Regions from separate parts of the Bos taurus genome. Here region 1 is linked to region 2. Evidence: chromatin contacts called from public Hi-C data. All regions are on one chromosome and are shown on one strand. The core of a region is the stretch at or near the end of the contact, and the rest is flanking DNA. Distances in the headings are between cores, read along the strand shown. Region 1 holds the start of STAG1 (stromal antigen 1). Region 2 has its middle 43 kb from the start of IL20RB.

Region 1 (2,700 bases), core at 47-2,546, 260 kb before region 2:
GAAAAAAAAACTCCTCTCTAGTCACAATCACGAAAATAAACTATACACATCATCTTAACATCGACGAACAGCAAATAATTCGCTATCGTCGCATACAAACAGCATTGGTTTGAATCTATAAGTGCCCAAAACCATCCCCTGCTTTACACTCCCGGGGCACGATTCTCTGCAATATGAAGAGAATCGGTTAACATTTTAAATGTAGGTAGAAGAGGTGACGTGACTATCCTAAAACCTGAAAATTTCTTAGTCCCCATAGCACACAAGAAGCACCCAGTTTGGACTCTCCAATTGAGGCCCAGGTTCAACTCCAAGCACTCCCGTTTCCTAGCTCTTCACCCCGCCCCCACCCCGAGAAAGGAGGGAAAACAACTTTTATTGGCCTCGTCTCCCGGGGGGCTGGAAAACTAGCGGGGCAGTGCTCCGGCCTGCACACGTTTCACAAGGAGGCCTCCGTCGGGGGCGGGGAGGGCAGATAGCGGGAAAGGCCCGGCTTTGACGTCCCCTCTGCCCCAGGCGCCAGCCCCCCGCTCCTCCCCACTGAGAAGAGGCCTGGGCCGGTCGCCTCGCCGAGCGACCCCCAGGCCCCTCAGCCGAGGCGAGCTCGTTGTCATGTGACGACGCCGCCGCCGCTAAAACACCGCAGAAACGCAGGGCGGCGGATGGCATTCGCACCAGCCGCCTCGGCCCGGCCCCGCCGGGCGCGGGCGAGTCCCGAGAGTCCGGGCGGGGGGGCGGAGGGCGGGCTTGGCGGCGGGCCCGAGCGCGCCACAAAGGCTTCCGCGCCCGTCGCCGTAGTGCCCGAGCGGGCGGGGGCACAATTTTCGGGGCCCGCGGGAGGGGTGCGGAGCGACTAGGGTTCCGGGGTACCCGCCGCGCCCACAGCCGTCCCCACTGGCGCCCGGACGGCCGGAGACCGCCGCGCCCCGCACAGGCCTGCGCGGCCTCCCTCCCCCGCGCGGGGCCCGCGCCCGGCCCGCCCGCTCTCCGCTCGCGCTCTCTCGCTCTCGCCCGGCCTCCATCTTGGATCGGCGCTTCCAGCCCCCGCGCCGCTGCCGCCGCATTCCCCCTCTTTCCCGCCCCCCGCCGCCGTCGCCGCCGCCCGCGCTCACCTCAGCTGCCCATCCGGGCACCGCCGGCCGTCGACCTAGTTTCCCCCCAAAAGTCTCCGGTGTGTTATTCCCGATGTGGGGGGGTTGTTACGGGGTGGTCGCCGGGGGTTCGGGAGCGGGGGCCGCGCCTTCAACGGAGCTGCAATCCTAACCCGCCATCTGGTGGCATTTTCCACACGCCAATGGCGCCGCTGCAGACTTGGGTCCGGACCGCCCTCTGCTGGCCGCGGTGCTTACTGCCTCGCTGACGGGACGGGCCTGCCCGGAAAGGGGAGGGAGCTGAGGCGCGAGCTGGGGGCCGCGGCGGGGACGCGCGCGAACGCTTTCCTGTGGGGATTGCGCGCACGCGCACCAGCGGGGCGGGAAACGTGGCCTCTGCGTGGCGGCCCGGCCCCCGCACGGAGCGCTGGCCCAGCTCAGCCAATCGCAAGCGGCGGATACCTCTCCGTGAGGGGGCTGTGGAGGTTCGTGGGCCGCCCGAGGCGGGCGGAAGGATGGCGGCAGTGGCGCCTGCGCGCCCCGCTAGCTGAGTTGCCGCCCGCCATTTTTGGAGCTTTTCCGAGACCTAGGAGGGAAACCCGCCCCTGGCCCCTTCACCGCGGCCCCTCCCCAGGTCGCTGGACTAGCGCAGCCCCGCCCGGTCCAGCTGCCCCCATCCCCCGCCTCTGCAGAAAAGCGGAAGGGTGGCAGCGCTAAACCACGCTCCCGCCTCTCCTGGTGTCAACCAGGGCCTCAGAGCTTAGCATTGTACGAGCGATTTATTGTCTACGGTTGACGAGGTGCTTTCCCGGGCCTGGGTGAAAAGGTTTTGAGAGCTGTTTGGGACCTCCCTCGCCGTGCATCTAGACGCAACACTGCGCGCCCCAGGCCGATTGGCGTCGTCACTGCCTCTAAAGCAGATCCTTTCCGTGGTGCCGGCTTTGCATAAGGCGGCAGCATTGGCTAGTTAGTGAGGAAAGAATGTAAGTAGATTGAGAAAATACAGCCTCCGCTTTGGAATCAGATTTCTCCTTCCACAGCCTAAGACTATTCTCAGTAGCTCTGAAATGGACGGGAGAATCCTAGCCGTTTAGCTGCCAAAAGGGAAACAATTGACTAGCGTGAGATCATGCCCAAAATATGCCTTTGAATGTCGCCTTTTCCCTACTCTACCCCCTGCCTCTGCCTGATCGTGGCTCCTACCTTTCACCCACTCAAAACTTTCAATACAGAAGTGAATCCTTAATCTCGCAGGTCATCAGCCCCATTTATGACTAAATTCTCTTGTTACTGTAGCCAGCAAGCTCTATTTCTGTATTGCCTTAGAATCGCTCGACTCCTTTATAGTCTTAAGGGTCAGTCTCCAATAAATTATCCCAATTTCTGATTTCTCTCTCAAAGGTCATACTGTGTGGTTTTTCACTGGAGAAAGCCCCAGTTCTACCTGGTTGGCTATGAAGTCGTGACTGCACTCCCACTTTATATATATGTATATATATATATATATATATAATATAAACTCATCTTTGGATGAATTCCTATCGTATTCTCTACAAACTGTTTCTCATTTTCCTTGTTAAGGTGCCAATCCCGATCCATACTAATAGAT
Region 2 (2,700 bases), core at 17-2,516:
CAGGGGAATCTTTCTGACCCAGGAATTACAACCCACATTTCCCACATTGTGGGTGGAATCTTTACTGCTGAGCCACTGGGGAAGCTCAGATTAAGTGTGACTCTAGAGCAAATGCTTTGGCAACAAGTCCTTAAGAGTGTGCAGCCTAAAACAGGAACTTCACTCAGTATTTCTACTGTTTGTACTGATAGTGTATTTTTTTTTTTTTTTGAGCTATTCTCTTAAGTTGTCACAGCAAGTAAATAATTATGTTTGTTTGGATAGGAAGCTAGATTTCAGGATTAGTGAAAGGGAAGGTCAATGGTACACTCAGTTATTTGAGTAGGAGCAGTGAAACTGAATTGAGTCTATCCATATGAAGTCATGCCTTTATAAAACATGACATTAGAAGTAGATTTCCTTTTGGGCTTTTTGCTACCGAAGTGGCCTAGTTGGAATGTACCCCATATTTTGCCTTTTTTTTTTTTTTTTTTTTTGCTATTTTTCTCTCAAAAGGAGCCAGGGTTTCTTGGAGCAATGTCTGATTCCATACCTGGTCTGGGGTAGAAATGAGCAAGATAATAATGCCAGGACACTTATACCTTGTTGGGCCAGAAGCAAAAAGCTTTAAATAATTGGGTCATTCAAAATTATGCAAAGAATCAATCTAAAAGAGGTAAATTTGCCTCGGCCAAAGTTGGGACAATGTGAGCATCAAAAGGAGAATACTGGCTGATATCAATAGGCACAACGCATTTGCAAAGTCACGGGTCCGTAACTGTACACGAAAAGAGCAAATGTTAATACAATGAATTCTCAAAGAAGATGAATAAAATGTATTTCTACTGAGTCTTGTTATTGAATCCTGTTGGGCTTGTTGACTCACTGTATCTAAGGAGCATACCTGTAAATGCAAACTGGTAAATGTAGCTACATTAGTCAGAAGGCGTTCTTCTGTACCACCCTTCCCTGGCCCAGGCCATGACCTGCCGAATGCCTGCAACAGCCTCCCCTTCCTGCCTCTGCACTTGCCCATCTCCTGTTTTTCCAGGGATTCCCTGGCAAAACTCTTTTAAAATTTCCTTTTATAGACTGTCTAGCTTCTGTGCTACCCTTCCCCATCTCTTAATTTTTCTAATTTTTCTGTGTGCCCTGGTTTTTTCCTTTGGCTAACTTCCTGTGGGCGCTCAGAGTTCTCAGTTTCCTTGGAATCTGGCCTGACCCGGTCCCTTTAGGGACCAGCTTCGGAGCCCGCCTGGAGTGGGGACCTCATCACGTCCACGGGTGTCTGGCGCCACCTAGTGTTTAGTGCTGGAAATTCCTTCTTTTGTTCCCATTTGCCTGGAAGTGCCCTGGGCTTCCTGGAGAGAGAAAAGGAAAACTCGGGCAAATTTCCTAGAATGAGAACTGCAGAATTTCCATGGGCTTGGTCCCTGGCAAACCTCCACCATCGTCAGGGGATTTATAATTTAGCAGACACCATATCCTCACTCATGCTCAGTCTGCCCCTCGCACTCCATGAAGGGCTCTGCTCAGTGCTCCTGTGGCTCTCCCTCCTGGCTGGACCCTGGCCTCTGCCTCAGGCCTCTGTCTACCAGTCTTTCCTCTGTGCTGCCCTTCCATACATCTTTAAAAAACAGTTTTTGATATTTTCTCCTGTATTCTATAGCCTATCTCAGGGTTTAAGTGACTTATTTGGGTGGTGGTGGGGTTTGTGTCCATGACAGGGGAGTCGTGTTAATTATTTTGGCACCCAGACTGTGACATTTGGAACCGGCACACAAGAGGTGAACCCAAATTACAATTTTCTCTTGCTGGCTGTCAGGTCCTCAAGGATCAAACAAAAAAGCCCGGAAAAATCTATCTTCCCTGGAGGTGGGAGCACACGCAGGTGGGAGCAGGAGGGAAGACACAGCCCCTTCCGCCTCCTTCAGCGAGGGGCCACCAGCGCAGGAGCCGCAGTAAAACCCCATAAAGGACCCTGGAGGAAAAACTGAGACGCCTTGCCAGGCACCTGCAGAAAGCCCCCAGAGCCAAAGGACAAACTCTCCTATGGGAGGAGGTTTGTGTCCCCAGTCCCTGCATTGGAGCCCACTGGGGAAATTTTAAAAAGCAACCTTAAAAAACCTGACTGTTGAAAAAATAAGTGCCTGTGTAAACCGAAGTAACTTCTACATTTGCTCCTGTGCTTTCAAATCACCCATCTACAAGGTGGCCACGTATCTCCAAATTTCCTGGAGATGCCAGCAAGTCTTCTGCCAAACTGTCTACTGATGTTACTACAGGTTTCTAGCCTTAGGAGATCACACCCCAGAGCTGGGCCCCCTGATGCCATCCCACCTACATTACCCACACTGGAGGGCTTTCCCAGGTAATGCCCGTTTCACTGAAGACTTTGGAATCTTGCACTTAGAAACAGGTCGAAATGAAACAGCCCTCAGGTTAAGCCTAGGTTGGGCTTCTCTGGTAGCTCAGGTGGTAAAGAATCTGCCTGTAATGTGGGAGACCCGGGTACACTCTCTGGGTTGGGAAGACCCCTGGAGAAAGGAATGGCTACCTATTCCAGTATTCTCACCTTGAGAAGTCCATGGACAGAGGAGTCTGGAGGGCTACAGTCTATGAGGTTGCAAAGAGTCAGTCATGACTGAGTGACTAACATACTTAAGCCTAGGTTAAGGAGGGCCAGTGGGGTGGAAGAATTACTGTATTTTAAATGAGGAG

Evidence for each region. Hi-C and Micro-C count contacts between places; a contact is called where the count stands out from the background.
Region 1: a contact with region 2 is called in a Hi-C map of liver, with 11 times the contacts expected there. The contact joins the promoter of STAG1 here to the enhancer-like site in region 2. A contact is called at or near these places in 4 of 11 Hi-C or Micro-C datasets (liver, skin fibroblasts and an unstated tissue).

The regions. Positions count from the first base shown.
Region 1 is chr1:132,418,038-132,420,737 of ARS-UCD2.0, reverse strand. STAG1 (stromal antigen 1) reads right to left here and starts at 1,296. Exons shown (of 35, transcript XM_059889103.1): 1 at 1,113-1,296.
Region 2 is chr1:132,162,842-132,165,541 of ARS-UCD2.0, reverse strand. No RefSeq gene overlaps it. Among named protein-coding and RNA genes, the nearest start is that of IL20RB, 43 kb to the left of the region's middle. Within about 2 kb of position 1,266, at least 10 of the 102 cell types and tissues checked have an H3K27ac peak or open chromatin away from gene starts, as enhancers often do.